Regions from separate parts of the Mus musculus genome. Here region 2 is linked to region 1. A link is a contact called in public promoter capture Hi-C data. All regions are on one chromosome and are shown on one strand. The core of a region is the stretch at or near the end of the contact, and the rest is flanking DNA. Distances in the headings are between cores, read along the strand shown.

Region 1 (7,701 bases), core at 2,113-4,612:
TCTGCAAGTTCAACTATCGTCTGTGGATTTAAAAACCAAAAGCCACCTTTTTACTCAAAACTGAATAATGCTCACCAATTCCTTTGTTATTACTAGGAACATGCCATTCTTCTCAACCTTTTCAAGCTCACATAAGACCTACGAGTGACTCGCCTGTGCTGTGTCACTACCGTATAGGAACTGAGGACCGTCAGCACAGCAACTTGTATGCAGCCCACCTCAGCGGGGAGCAGGCCACAGAACTTGCTAATGTCAGTTCACTGTGGACAGAAATGATTCATTAAGATTTGTTTCCTTTTTAAAAGAGCTTTCTGGCTTTGTTTTCTTATTGTTTCTTGCGATTGGGTCTCCCATAGCCCAGACAGGTCCACTTCCTGGTCCTCCTGCTACTGCCTCCTGAGGGCCAAGATTATATATGGCATTCAGCTAAAACAGCTCTTACTTAACAAATCTGCAATGCCCAGCCCAGTTACCTACTGACAAAAAACTTCACATACATTTAGCCTCAAGTTCGTGTCAAAGGAAAACAATGCCTACACCAGTCATATACTGTATTTTGGCTACTGGAGTGGGGTATCTGTACTCTCAATTGACTGGGTTTCAAGTTTAGTGGGTAATTTAACAACCATGTCCTTGGGGTGAGTGCTAGAGAGATGTTTCCGATATAACATTCACCTCTGAAAAGCAGCAGAGCATCTTTGTAAAGGAGAGAGATGTCAGTCACACAGCGTGTGACTGTGTGCCATCACAAGGGCACCAGGACGGACACCACTTAAAATATGGGCCCGCACAATTCTGCTTGGGCTGTCACCAATTCTAAGAGTTCCTGCCCTTCCCTGACTCTGCTGCAACTACCGAGAAACTGGCGGTTAGTTAGTTAGCTGGGTATATCACCACCTTTTTCTTTTGTTCTTCTGTAGCTTTAATAATCCCTGGATCTGATTTCCAAGACTTTCCAAAATTGTAGAAAAGAGCAACGCTGTTGGCAAGGAAGGGGAGGTGGATGAACAGGAAGTTGAGATGTGTCCAAGTTAAGGAATCCGAGACAGCAGTAATAGGCAAGCTCTTCCAGGGGGCTATAGTGCACATGCTCTTACCACACAAGAACATCTATCGGCCAAAAGGGTATGTTTTCTAAGTCCGATTATACTTTCCCATAATAACCATTTCTAAGTATGAAAGGAAAAATGTGACTTTCTATTAATTCACCTTACATAATACTTTGAAAGTCAGCAAACATTAAAAAACTCAGAGCCGGGCGTGGTGGCGCATGCCTTTAATCCCAGCACTTGGGAGGCAGAGGCAGGCGGATTTCTGAGTTCAAGGCCAGCCTGGTCTACAAAGTGAGTTCCAGGACAGCCAGGGGTATACAGAGAAACCCTGTCTCAAAAACACCAGAAAACTCGGTAGATTAGGTGATCAATATTGCTTTTAACAAAATGAAGTTATTTTCACATTTAAAGTTAAACACATACTTTTTTTCTTGCACTAAAAATTTTATATACTATATAAATATGTACAGATATAAAACTCTTGAGATACCTGCCATGATTAGCTTTAGCTGTCCACTTGACATAACCTAGACTCACCAGGGAGGGCTCAACAGGGATATGGTCAGACCTAGCTCAGTCTGAGAAGTGCCGCCCCAGCAGGGGGCCCTGAACAATGCAGGGGTGAGGCTATCAAGCTGAGGCCAGGCAAGGAAGCAGGTAAGCATTTTAGCTTTAGGAAACATTTTTAAACTTTCCTAAAATAGCAAGGGTTACAACAAATGCACCAGGCCATTTACAAATATAAAAGAATGAGAAACTATAAAAAATATTGCTAAAGCAACACAGCCCTGAATAGAAAATATCTGGTTGACTCAATAGCATTTTTAAGATGTGATGCTGAGATAACTAACATACAAGAATGCTGAAAGAAGCCGGGTGGTGGTGGCGCATGCCTCTAATCCCAGCACTCAGGAAGCAAAGGCAGGCGGATTTCTGAGTTCGAGGCCAGCCTGGTCTACAAAGTGAGTTCCAGGACAGCCAGGGCTATACAGAGAAACCCTGTCTCTGAAAAAAGAAAAAAGAAAAAAGAAAAAAAAAAAAAAGAATGCTGAAAGATGTCATGAACATGTACCTGCTTATATTTTACATGAAGGACAGTTACAAAGACAACTTGAATGAGATAATCTACATGTGTTTGATTAAAATCTGAACACTGAACAACCACATCAAATACAAGAGAAGCAGAAAGGGGACTCATTATCAGCACCTGCTAAGCAATCCCAGCACACAGCTCCGTAGTGACACATCGACCTCTGCACCAGCACTGATCAAAAAAAACACTGCCAAGTCTTCTGGCAAAAAGCATTATCTTACTCTTTTAACTGTGAGCTTCAAAACACACACACACACACACACACACACACACACACACACCCATGCACACATACACACACACACGCGCACACACACACACACACACACACTAGTAGATGTAAACAGCCAGATCAGATGGTAAAGTGGTATTATCCAGACACCAAAGCAGACAGGAAAACACAACAATTATTCTAAAGCCTATCTATCAGAGAAAACATCAAAGTCTGAGTAACTTCGCTTTGGTTAATCACAGAAGAGATGAAAGATGGACAGAAATGGCCTAACAACTGCACCAGCACACTCTCAAGAAAAATCAAAGGAGAAAAGTTACAGCAGCCACAAGGCAAAGAATCCAGTCTGGAAGACAACCAAACCTAACGAACGAACTGAAAACGTTCCAGAATTGATTTAAATAGGAGGGCTAGTGAGATGGCTCAGTGGGTAAAGGTAAAAACACGTGCCGTGCACACATAAACACCCGAGTCCAACACACATAACCTGCACGGAAGAAGAAAGCCAACTCCCAATGTGCTCCTCTGAGCCGACAGACCAGACACCATGGCAGGAACTTGCCACATCATACACACAATAGTAATAATAAAAAGTGAAATATAAATCCTACCAAATAACAATTTAAGGCTAAGGCAATAAGACAGATAAATAGGTGCTTCTAGAAATAAGCAAGCAAACTGAGACCAAGAAACCAATACCTACCAATAAACTAAGAAAACTTAAACAGAGACTGAAAAGGCTAATGCCCTAGGCTGGGCTTGAACTCTCAACCCTACCTCAGCCTACCAAGTGCTGTGACAGTAACTGTGTGCCACCACTTCCAGAAAACTTCCAATCTTAATGCCTTCTTTCTTAAATAAAGGTAGTTTTTATTTGTTCGTTTTCTCTTGAATGCATTTCTGAGCTTCAGTAGAGCCAGAGCGCTCACTCCTAGCCAAGCACTGTTGAGTCTGGGCTAGAGGTGAACCGCTCCCAAAAGCTGGCATCTTTCCCTTGGGCGTGCACTTACGTCCGCAGGGTTACAAGATTTATTTCTAAAGGTCAACCTTACAAAGGTCAGAAGAAAATGATCTTTTTTATAAAGGAAAATAAATGCTGATGTAAAAAAAAAGTATTACTGCTTTTGACGTTTAGTCATTACACACTGATGCTAAGGTTCAATGGATTCAACAGAAACCCAAACCAAAGTACACACAGCAAGGCCTGTAGACTGGCAACAGAAGGCTGACCTCATCCAAGAACACACTGGAAAGCCCAGCCAGCTCTCCCCAGCTGCCTTTCTGTAATGACAGCGTGACCTCGGGAACCAGAGCACTTGGTCTTATGCCCAGAATGTGCTGAAAAAGCAGAGTACTACTTTCTAACTTGTTGCTATTACGAAGAGTAAAGGAATCAGAGAATGAATTAAGAAGTTAAAAAAAAAAAGAACCCAGCAGTACAGGCCTTCAGCCCAAGGCACTTGGAAGCTGAGGCAGGACTCCCTTGATGACAGAATCCCAAAACAGGTCTGACTACAAGATAAAACCTTCTCAAAACCAAACAAGCCAGATGGTGTGGTAAATAGGCTTGTGTGTAATTACAGTGCCAAACTATACTGTTTTTAAAAAGTATTTTATGCTGGGTGTGGTGGCACATGCTTTTAAGCCCAGCATCTGGGAGGCAGAGGCAGGTGAATCTCTATGGGTTTGAGGCCAGCCTGGTCCACACTGTGAGTTCCAGGACAGCCAAGGTTATTTAGAGAGACCCTGTTTCAAAAATCAAAAAATGAAAAATAGGATTTTATGTTGGTAATTTATTTGGTAATGTATGAAGTGTGTGCTTGATATATTAATTGTACTTTCTTTATGAAGCAAAAGATATTGAGCAAAGACTTATTAAGTAATAAATAAATAAATAAATAAATAAATAAATAAATAAGACTAATAAAGTCCCTAACACTTGGGAAGCTGAAGCAGGAGGATTGCTGTGAACTCCAGGTGAGTTTATACTATATAGCAAGACCCCACTGCAAATGACTCTATGGGTTTGGACAGCTTTCAATCCTACCTTTACCAAAGACCAGCTATATTATATAGCCTTGGGCTCCTAAGGCCTAAATTTTCCCATCAACAAAATGAGCTAACACTAGCTTACAAGATATGGGTGATTTTTTTTTCACTTTTTTTTTATTAGGTATTTTCCTTGTTTACATTTTCAATGCTATCCCAAAGGTCCCCCATACCCACCCCCCCAATCCCCTACCCACCCACTCCCCCTTTTTGGCCCTGGCGTTCCCCTGTACTGGGGCATATAAAGTTTGCAAGTCCAATGGGCCTCTCTTTGCAGTGATGGCCGACTAGGCCACCTTTTGATACATATGCAGCTAAAGACAAGAGCTCCCGGGTACTGGTTAGTTCATATTGTTGTTCCACCTATAGGGTTGCAGTTCCCTTTAGCTCCTTGGCTACTTTCTCTAGCTCCTCCATTAGGGGCCGTGTGACCCATCCAATAGCTGACTGTGATCATCCACTTCTGTGTTTGCTAGGCCCCGGCATAGTCTCACAAGAGAGAGCTATATCTGGGTCCTTTCAGCAAAATCTTGCTAGTGTATGCAATGGTGTCAGCATTTGGAAGCTGATTATGGGATGGATCCCTGCATATGGCAATCACTAGATGGTCCATCCTTTCGTCACAGCTCCAAATTTTGTCTCTGTAACTCCTTCTATGGGTGTTTTGTTCCCATTTCTAAGAAAGGGTAAAGTGTCCACACTTTGGTGTTCGTTCTTCTTGAATTTCATGCGTTTGGCAAGTTGTATCTTATATCTTGGGTATCCTAAGTTGATATGGGTGATTTTTAAACGGAGTGACTACTGGCTGCAGTGGTGTTTGTGGCTGTTGCCGTTTCTAAGGACCCTACACTAGGTATGAAGTATTCCTTACTTATCCACATCAGCTCCCACCGTCCCTAGGTAGAGGAGCTCCCTAAGCACAGCCACAGATGCCTGCGTCAGACGGCAGCAAGCACATTCCCACAGTGAAGGATATCATTCCAGAACCAGAAGAACCATGTCACATACATCCAGAATTTGGTTGCCAAATATATCCCAAGGGGCAATGCGCTGTGCATTGAATGGTCAAAGAAGGACCTGTAAAACAGATTTTATAAAACGTCACGTGGCATATTTCATTAAAGAACACTGAGCTTAGAATCACAAAGGCCAAAGCTATTTAAACACAGGGGTTGTCTTCACAGTGCTGAGTTCATCAAGACGCTTTAGCCTACCAAGGACATCACTGTATTCCATGCACTTTCCAACTTTAGAATTTCAGTGTATTCCATCCAACTTCTGAGATCAGTAATTCACTTTACTATACAGCAACTTCATCACCAGCACATTCTTCGAGAACGCTGCAGTTCTGGCAAGTGAGGACACGACAATGCTCATGTCTCCTGACCTGCCCACTTCAGTTAAGGTATATGGACATGTATTTTCAAGTAAGATGGACTGGCTGATCCCATGTAACTGAAGGCTTGTGTTTGTGATAGGAAGAAATACCAATGAATCTCACTGATACAAACAGGACCCTTTATCCATGTAGATCAATAGTCTTCATGATTTCCTATAATATTTAATAACCTGTCAGAGCTCCTAGAAACACTTCAGAGATGAGGTACCCAGCCCAGCAGTCAGTCCTTATCAGAACTAACAGTCGCATATGACTTATGACGCATAGTTACTCTTGTGTGAACTATTTCCAAAGTCTTCCTAAATTTCCAGTGAAAACAAGATGCTTAAAGAAGGCAAGTTAAGTAGGAAGACGTGGATCACAGATACCTTTCTAGGACTGCTGAACCAGGCAACGTTTAGGGCAAAAAGACTCAACAAGAAAGGAACTGGTCCGTGCTTAAAGCAATGGAAAAAGCCTGCTCTGTACTGGGCAGAGCACAAGAACTCTTGTCTAATGCCAACAACCAAAACCAATACCTACAGAAAGGCAAGTAGAATAATAAAGTAATACATCACACTTACAGAGCAACAAGCTCAAATTCGCTTCTAAGAAATATTTTAACTATTTCTCAGAATGTATTTTACCTTCAAAAATCTCACACTAGGAGACTTTTTGAATAATTTTAATAATGCTTAACAATAATTTCACAAATTACCAAAGCAGATAATATCCTAAGCTATTAAACATTAATTTAATATAACAGAGTGCAAATTATGTTTTTTTCATAAAATTGAAGTTAAAAAGAACACACTCACTTGGAAAGAAATTGCACTGTAGCCCAAACGCCACCATACATTAACCCTTTAATGAGCCAAGAATCAATGTCTAGGTCTGCTATAAACCCGACCAGCCAGATCACCAGGAATGGGGTTCCCAGCATTACTTTCTGCCGAAATTCCTGTAAAACAAACAAAACAAAAGCAGAGGTTACACAGTCCCTTCGTGTTTCCAATGATCTCAGTCCCTTCGTGTTTCCAATGATCTCAGTCCTAACCACGGCTATGTCTGTGAAAGTAACACAAGTAACACAAGTAACACACACAAGTAACACAAGTAACATTCACTCATTCAAATCTGCCTACGGTGTTCAGGCACTACACAAAAATTAACATTTAAAAGGAGTGTGTTAGTTAAGGCAGTGAAAAATGAGAAGTTCAAATTTCGGAGTGAGTTCTACACACGCAGCCATAAAAACAGCAAACAGTAGGACAGGTTACCATGGGCTAGCCAGAGAGTAGTTCACAGCGCAACACCCCTTTTTAATAGAGGACCTGCTAACAAGGGCAATCACAATGGCTTTATCACATTGTAGACAGCTAAAGTTGCTTAAATTGGAGAAGACATATAAACTAACAGTCTATTAAAACTGTAAAATGAAATAAAGCATAAAAGCAAGGTCAATAAGATGGTTCATGTGCTTGCCTCACCACATGGAACACTTGAGTCTGACCCCTGAGACCCACAGTGAAAGGGAAGGACTCCCCAAAACTTGTCCTTTAGCTTCTCTACACATGTACCCTATCTATAAAGATGTGTGCAAATACATGCATGCACACACAAACACACACACACACACACACACACACCCCAAAAAGACCAAGCCAGCAAGCAAACCAACATGAACTGAATCAGCAGCCCTCCCAGGCCATGGTGCTCAGAACTCGAGAGATGCTTCTGTACAGTTGGTACACTGAGCTGGCTGTCAGAGTGCACACTTGGGATACACAAACTCACACACCTCTCTATCTGTGAGATCTACCACAGCTGTATCTTCACAGCAGGAATAAGCGGTACTGCTTGCCTTGTTCACGGAACAGCTCATCTTAGGTGACAA
Region 2 (7,701 bases), core at 3,264-5,763, 180 kb after region 1:
AGAAAGCTGTGGATTTGCAGATTTTGCCAAAGATTAAAGCTGTTCCTCAGCTCCAGGGCTACCTGCGCTCTCAGTTTTCCCTGACAAACGGGATGTATCCTACCATTAAAAGTTTTCCTCAGTTATCTGCTGTGCTGGCTGGTTTTATGTCAACTTGACACAAGCTACAGTCATCTGAGGGGAGGGACCTCAATTGGGAAGATGCCTTCAGAAGATGAGGATGGTCACACACCGGTAGAGCATTTTCTTAACTAGTGATTGATGGAACAGGGCCCAGCCCACTGTGGGTGGTGCTGTCCCTGGGCTGGTGGTCCTGGGTTCTGTAAGAAAGCAGGCTGAGCAAGCCATGGAGAGTGAGCCGATAAGCAGCACCTCTCATGGCCTCTGGGTCAGCTCCTGCCTCCAGGTTCCTGCCCCGAATGACCTCCCTCACTGCTTTGCATGATGCATTGTTATACGGAACTGTGAGCAAAATAAACCCTCTCCTCCCTAAGTTGCTTTTGGTCATAGCAGCAACAGACGCCTTAATTAAGACATCTGTGTTTCCAAGACACTTCCCCCCTCAAGTGTTTTAACAACTGTGGCTTTCTCTGGCCGAGTTATTTATCAGACCACAAGGGTAAAATGCATTGATGCTAAGGCACTACATTTAGAGGTTGGGATTACAAAGGAAGAGAGACCTCAACACTTGGGGAAAAGGTTATGAGAAAGGAATCCTGTGAGGTTCCTAAGACAAGGACCTACGTCAGAGTCGGCTGGACACCATGTCAGACAGATGGGTGGTACTAATGTTACATAAATGCTCCCTTGAGCTCAGCACTGGCTTCACGACCTCTCGTTTTCTTCCCTTAGAATTGACGCGGTGCTCTCCAAAATGGCTAAAGACAGGTGGTGACCACTGGATGGGTCCAGTCTCAACTAAGCGTTGGCACATCATTTCACAACACCCTCATGAGATCAGATACTATTATTAGTTTCCCGAAGGCCAGGGCAGCAACTATCAGCCCAGTTAGGATGCTGAGTAACTTGCCCCAAGTCACGCAGCTAGTAAATGACAGAGCTAAGATTCAGGCTTATGACCAATGACTCAGAAGCCCAAGCTGTTAACCACAGCTTTACACTATGGCCGTGGTGGGGGCCGGGATCAAGCGAGGAAAGCCTGACTGCTGCTATGAACACATATATTACATATAATATATGTGTGTGTGTGTGTTGAAAGCATGTAAATGAATGTTTGTATTCAATTACTCTGTAGTCCAGGCTGGATTAGGGCTGGAAGGAAGGTCAGAAGTTCAATGCCATCTTCTCTCTGCTACATAGTCAGTTGGGAGGGGGGTCAATGTGATGAACACGGGGCCCTTTCTCTAAGAAAAAGCAACAGCAGCAACAACCATAACAATAACAACAACACACACATTTTAAACATAGAGAAAGAGGAACCCTGATTCACTGATGGTGAGAGCTCAAGTTATTCAGCCACTATAGAAATCAGTTTGGCCGGGTGGTGGTGGCGCACGCCTTTAATCCCAGCACTTGGGAGGCAGAGGCAGGTGGATTTCTGAGTTCGGGGCCAGCCTGGTCTACAGAGTGAGTTCTAGGATATCCAGGACTACACAGAGAAACCCTGTCTCAGAAAAAAAAAAAAAAAGACAGAAAGAAAGAAAGAGAGAAAGGAATCAGTTTGGAGGTTTTGTCAACACAGAACCATAATTGCCATATGGCAGAGCTGCTCTAACTCTGGTGTATGTCGCAGAGAATTGTGTATCTTGCCGTAAACATGCTTGTATGTCCATCTTTGTTGCTGCTCTACTTATAACAGAAGAAAATGGAAGCAAGCTACATGTATCTAGATGCCCATCAACTGATGAATGGATAATGAAAATCTGGTTCGTGTGTGTGTGTGTGTGTGTGTGTGTGTGTGTGTGTGTGTTGGCTGTCAGTTTGGATACAGTACAGTGGTTCTCAACCTTCCTGATGCTGTGACCCTTTGATACAGTTCCTCACGTGGTGAGCCCCAACCATATTTCATTGCTACTTCATAACTGTACTTTTGCTACTGTTATGAGTCATAAAGATCTGTGTTTTCTGATGGTCTTAGGTGACCCCTGGGAAGGACTCATGTGACTGCCAGCTTGAGAACCACGGATACATTTGGAAAGGAGACCAAGAAAGGAGGATATTAGGTGAGCAGAAAGGACAAGGCACATGAGAGGACAGGAAGCTACTGTGTTTCTAGTTTCAGCTCTGACACTGGTCTTTCCTTTTTCTGTGGTGGGTGAGTATGTAAGATGTAACTAAACTGATCAGGAACATGTAAAACCTAAGTGAAGGGCCCCTGCTTCCCAATGGCCATCCAAGCTGTATAGAAGTTCACTAAGATAAACTGGGCAAATGTTGGGTTGAGTAGCTGCCTTGATCTAGCTATGTGATCTTTTTATCTGGGATATTTTTACTCATTACATACAATAAAGTGATTTGTATTATAAAAATAAGAAACATTTCCCAAATTTGCATGCATTCTTTGTACAAGAGCAGAGTTAATCTTCTATTGTTCTAATTTTAACATGCGTGCTGTCATTGGGAGTACCCAACATAGTTTTTATTTGTTTGGTTTGTTTTTGTTAATATGTATTTTTATTTCATGTACTGCTCTCTGGCCTCCATGTATGTCTGTGTACCATGTTCTTGCCTGATACCTGTTAGCATTTTGTCTAGGCTCTGCCCCATAGTTACCTGGCAATAGCCAGGTGTGCCTGACTCACTATAAAAGGGGCTGCTTGCCCCCTCTGCTCTCTATCGCCTTCTTGCTCCCTCTCTGTCCTCTTACCCTTTTCCCCCTCTCCCCATTCCCCTTCCCCTCTCTCCATATGCTCATGGCCGGCCTCTACTCCTCTAACTTCTCTTCTCTCTCTCTGCCTTTCTCTGCCTCTACTGTCCTCTCAACTCCCTCCCCATGTCCTGAATAAACTTTAGTCCATACTATACTGTCCTGTGGCTGGTCCCTCAGGGGGAAGGGATGCCTCAGCATGGGCCCACGGAGGCACCCTCTTCCCCCATACCTAACTATACATTCACCAAACATATTCTCTCTCTCCTTTATTTTTATAAAAACAACAATGCCCATAGAGGCCAAAAGAGGGCATTGGATCCCCGAGATCTGGAGGTAGAGATAGTTGTGACTTACCACGTGGGTTCTGAGAATCAAACCCAGGTCTTGAGGAAGAACAACCATCTTTCCATCCCCTCAACATAACAATTTTTAAAAGGCAAGTATGTCTCTTCAGAAGTTTGGCTTAATTACATATAATCACTCTATTAGGGAATTTAAAAAAGAAATTCTGTAATTATATAGCCAGCAGGGGGCAACTAAATACTTGGAAAAAGCATCCGGTATAAGAAAAAAATAAAATTGGGATTGCCTGACGGTATTGCACGGTGCGAGACAGCCGACTGCCTTTGGAATGTAATTAGCACCTACTCACGCATTCACACTTTGAATTTGTGAAAATAATTGAGCACTTAAACAGACGGATTATAAAGGCCTGTCTGTGCTAGACTGCTTGGGCTGTGTTTTATTCATGTATGTGTATCTTGCTTTTACTTTATTTTATTTTTATTAAAAAAACACAGACAAGCGTCTCAAGAAACGATGGCTACAAGACAAAGCAGAATCACGGTGAGTTATTAAACCCACTTCTATACACAAATACAAAAATTCTGAGAGCAGAGCATCATCCCATGTGAGACATATCATAGAGACGGAAGTCTGTTTGCACACATCCATACACATGGTCCATGTGTGTACATGTATACTCATGCTTCGGCAGGCTGGCTGGCTCTCGGCAGCCCGAATGGGAGCCTGCCAGAGCTCTTTTCCTCATAGTTATATGCGGTTCAGTCAGGACATCAGTCAGGAGTTGGAAAGAAAATGGATTCCAGTGCACTTCTACCAAGGACTTGTCCTACTATTCTACCCAGTCACTATACAGTGGAAAGACTTTATTAGCCCATTTCCAGATATAGCAGTGAGAAACTTGGTTAGTTCTTCTTCTTCCTCCTCTTCTCCTTCTCCTTCTTCTTCTTCCTCTTCCTCCTTTTTTTTTTTTTTTACAGCCCATTTGTTTTTACCTAGCTACTTATTTGAGCATAAAACAGGCCAGAAAACAAATTACACTATACTGATTATTATAAAATGCTACTCATCCTTCAAAGGCCACTAAAGAGGACACTTTCTGTAACAAAAAGAGAGGAGAGTTAAGTTAAAATTTTTGTTGCTTGACCAGCATAACAACTATACAATCTGTATGTCATGTGACCATTCATCCGTAATTGAAATGTGACCTCTGGCTTGGCCCTTCTTAGCCCTTCAGAAACCCAGAAGTGCGCTCTCCCGTGTCATCTGGGTTATGCCTTTCTCTGTTTGGCCTCAGTTAGCATGCTAAAGTCAGGTTAGTCCTTTTCAGAAAAAGAGGTCAAGGTACTTCCATCCTGCAGTGACCAAGTCCTCCAGGTGACCTCCCACTGAGGGAGCCAAGTGCTCTGCCATCAGGGAGCTGAGCCTCCTGAACTTACAGAGAGAGCTGAGCTCTGAGCACCTGGGGAGCTGCCACAGTCACACTTTCACAAGTTTAATTTGTGAAAGTAAGTGAAGCTCTCTTCTAAGAAGACAGACTACAAAATCACATTCTAAGGCCTGACAGTACCAGAGTGCTGGGGTTGGGCTTCATATTGTGTGTATTTATAATTGATTAGTTTTCTTCAGATTCCTATATTGTAAAAATAGTAAAGATCAACTTGTTTCTGTAGGGTGCTCTAGGACTGTTCTGCTTTTTCACTACATAGTCTAAGGCTAAAGAAAATGGGGCTAGCCTGGCAGTGGTGGTGCACACCTTTAACCCTAGCACTTGGGAGGCAGGGGCAGGCAGATCTCTGTGAGGTCGAAGCTAGCCTGGTCTACAGAATGAGTTCCAGGACAGGCAGGGATATATCGAGAAACCCTGTTTCAAAAAACAAAATAAGCAAACAAGAAGATGGAGGGGGGGGGAATGGGGGGAGGAGGGAGGGGAGGAAGAAGAAGAAGAAGAAGAAGAAGAAGAAGAAGAAGAAGAAGAAGAAGAAGAAGATGATGAAGAAGAAGAAGAAACAACAACAACAACAAGAAAATGAAGATGCTATTGCTGCAAGTAGTATTGACTTCATACTTCTTACTGGTATGAAAGGGAACCATACAGTGCTAGCAAGTAGGAAGCTCTGGCTTTAATCCACAGCACCAAAAAAAAAAAAAAAAAAAAAAAAAAAACCAACCCCGTCCCTCAAGTTTTGAATTTTGGTCTTTTGCTGAACCAGTGATATGTAGCACAGTACTGGCTGGTGTTGCACAGCAACTATAGGTGAAGATAACAAAAACTCTCCATACACTGCCAAGTAAGAATGACCAGAGGATAGGCATATTAAATATACTTCCAACTTAAGGTATACCCAGTTTATCTCTACCTAAAAATAACACTAGTATTTGCTCAGGGCTAGAGACGGCTTCAGAGTGAACAGCACTTGGTATGTTAGAGAAGACTAAAAGGTCAGTTTCCAGGACCCACAACAGGGGACTCACAACGGCTTGTAAAAATAAGTCTTGGGGGAAAAAAAGGAAGTTTCTGAATCATTTCTTAATGTTCTTTAAGGAGGCTATTTTGTGTCCTTATTAACATATACTAACCACACATAGCAATGAGTTTCATTTTGATATTTTTGTTCATGTCCATAATGCAATTTGATCATATCCAACCTATCACTCTCTCTCCCTCCCTCCCACTGCGCCTACTGATTTTCCTCTGCTCAGCTTGTCCCCTTTCAACTTCAAGCCCTTTTCCCCCCTTTGCCCAGCGAGTTACTTTAAGGGTTGCTCACAGGCACACCAGCGAGGGCGCGTTTACAAGAGTGTGGGCACCTTTCCAGTGGGGACACCATGGACGAGAATATTTCTATCTTAGCAACCATTACCTACCTACTGACCACTGGCGGGGGACGGGGCAGATGGGAACTTGCAAGCTTCTGTTCTCTGATGGGCTAGTCACGTGCAGGTCTTATGTATATAATCATGGTTACTATGAGTTTAAGAGTGCTACAACCAGGTGGTGGTGGTGACGCATGCCTTTGATCCCAGCACTCAGGAGCAGAGGCAGGCAGGTCTCCTGTGCTAGTCTACAGAGCAAGTTCCAATGAGTACCAAAGCAAAGCAAAACAAAGGAAAGAAATAAAAATAAAAATAAAAAAAAGAAAGAAAAAGTTCTACAACCACATCATTGCCTAGAAGACCATGTTCCACCACTCTACTTACTACTTTGACTTTTATAATACAAAGATGACATTTTTGCTATTGGTAGTGGTGGGGTTTGTTTGTTTGTTGGTTTGTTTGTTTTGGAGACTGGGTTTCTCTATGTAACCCTGGCTGTCCTGGCACTCACTATTGTAGACCAGGCTGGCCTCGAACTCAGAGGTCCTACCTGTTTCTGTTTCCCCGAGTGCTGGTATTAAAGGCATGTGGTGCCGCCGCCTAAGCACAAGAGGCTAAGTTTTAAATCTTTTTATAGAGACCAAACTAATCAAATGTAAAAATGTGGATGTTTAGAGATTAATGTTTGGTTTATAAAATTGGCACACGAGACTGTGGTGACCTGTGAAGGACTTTCAGTTTGAGTCAAGGGGTCCTAAAAGAATTTCTTCTTGCTCTGTGGCGGTCAGTCTTTGATGTCATAAGTTTTTTGGCCAATTGGATGAGGTCCATCACATTATGAAGAGTAACCTGCTTTACCCAAAGTCCACTCGTTTAAATGTTAATCTCTTCTAAAAACACCATCACTGAAACATCCTGAATAATGTTTAACCACAGATCTGGGCAACATGACCTGGCCAATTTGGTATACAAAATTAATCATCTTCAGTTCATATCACAGTTGCAAAACTGAAAACAATTTTCCGTGGGTAGAACCGCCAAGCCCAATACTAGAACAAAGAATGTCCAGCCAGTGTTCACTGGCTTTTAAACTGAATTTGAGGCTGGCAAGATGGCTCATCGGGTCTAGGTGCTTGCTGCCAAGCCTTATAGCTTGAATTCAGTCCTTGTGATTGACATGGGAAAAGGTGAGAACTAAGGTCCTGCAAGTTGCCTTCTGACTTCCATATGTGCGCCGTGGGATTCACGCGCACATTCTTTCTCATTCTCCCAACCCATCTCCCTCTCCCGCATCCTCCCCTCCCCACCCCACCCCCATGGTATATTATTGAATTAAATATCCCTGGGGGTTTCTGGGTTCAGCCAGGCTTCCGATGTGGTGCTTGGGGATAAGCATTAATGATACGCTCTGGTTAGATCCTGCAGCTTCACCCTCTGGCTCCCCAGCTACCCCTGTATGCAGTCTTGGATGAGTTCTTTGGCTTTGATGTAACTCTCCACTTCTTCCCCGTGTACATAGAGGACAATAATAGCTACTTGCGGTACGTTTTGCTTTGTTAAGCAGCACTCTCTGCTCTTTACCCCGTGGACCCACAGCGGGCTGGCCTTTTTCAGTGTTCCTGCAGCCCGATGAAGCTATGTGACTTAGCTTCCTGGTGAAATGTTGTGGAACTGACATGTATCAGCCAGGGGTGGTGTCTCTCCCAGTGAGCCCAGCACCTAGGAGGTCAGAGGCAGGAGGATCAGGAGTT

What was found. Capture Hi-C pulls out chosen DNA fragments and counts their contacts.
Region 2: a contact with region 1 is called in a promoter capture Hi-C map of liver. The contact joins two enhancer-like sites. A contact is called at or near these places in 2 of 39 promoter capture datasets (the HPC-7 cell line and liver), 1 of 484 Hi-C or Micro-C datasets (liver) and 3 of 9 other capture datasets (adipose tissue, liver and pancreatic islet).

The regions. Positions count from the first base shown.
Region 1 is chr10:110,949,664-110,957,364 of GRCm38.p6, forward strand. It overlaps Zdhhc17 (zinc finger, DHHC domain containing 17), which reads right to left. Exons shown (of 17, transcript NM_172554.2): 9 at 6,623-6,765; 10 at 5,403-5,503; 11 at 898-1,022; 12 at 1-20. Among named protein-coding and RNA genes, the nearest start is that of Csrp2, 33 kb to the left of the region's middle. Within about 2 kb of position 3,363, at least 116 of the 459 cell types and tissues checked have an H3K27ac peak or open chromatin away from gene starts, as enhancers often do. A contact at or near this core is called in liver, where this site is marked.
Region 2 is chr10:111,126,623-111,134,323 of GRCm38.p6, forward strand. It overlaps the pseudogene Rpl6l. Among named protein-coding and RNA genes, the nearest start is that of Osbpl8, 34 kb to the right of the region's middle. Within about 2 kb of position 4,514, at least 20 of the 459 cell types and tissues checked have an H3K27ac peak or open chromatin away from gene starts, as enhancers often do. A contact at or near this core is called in liver, where this site is marked.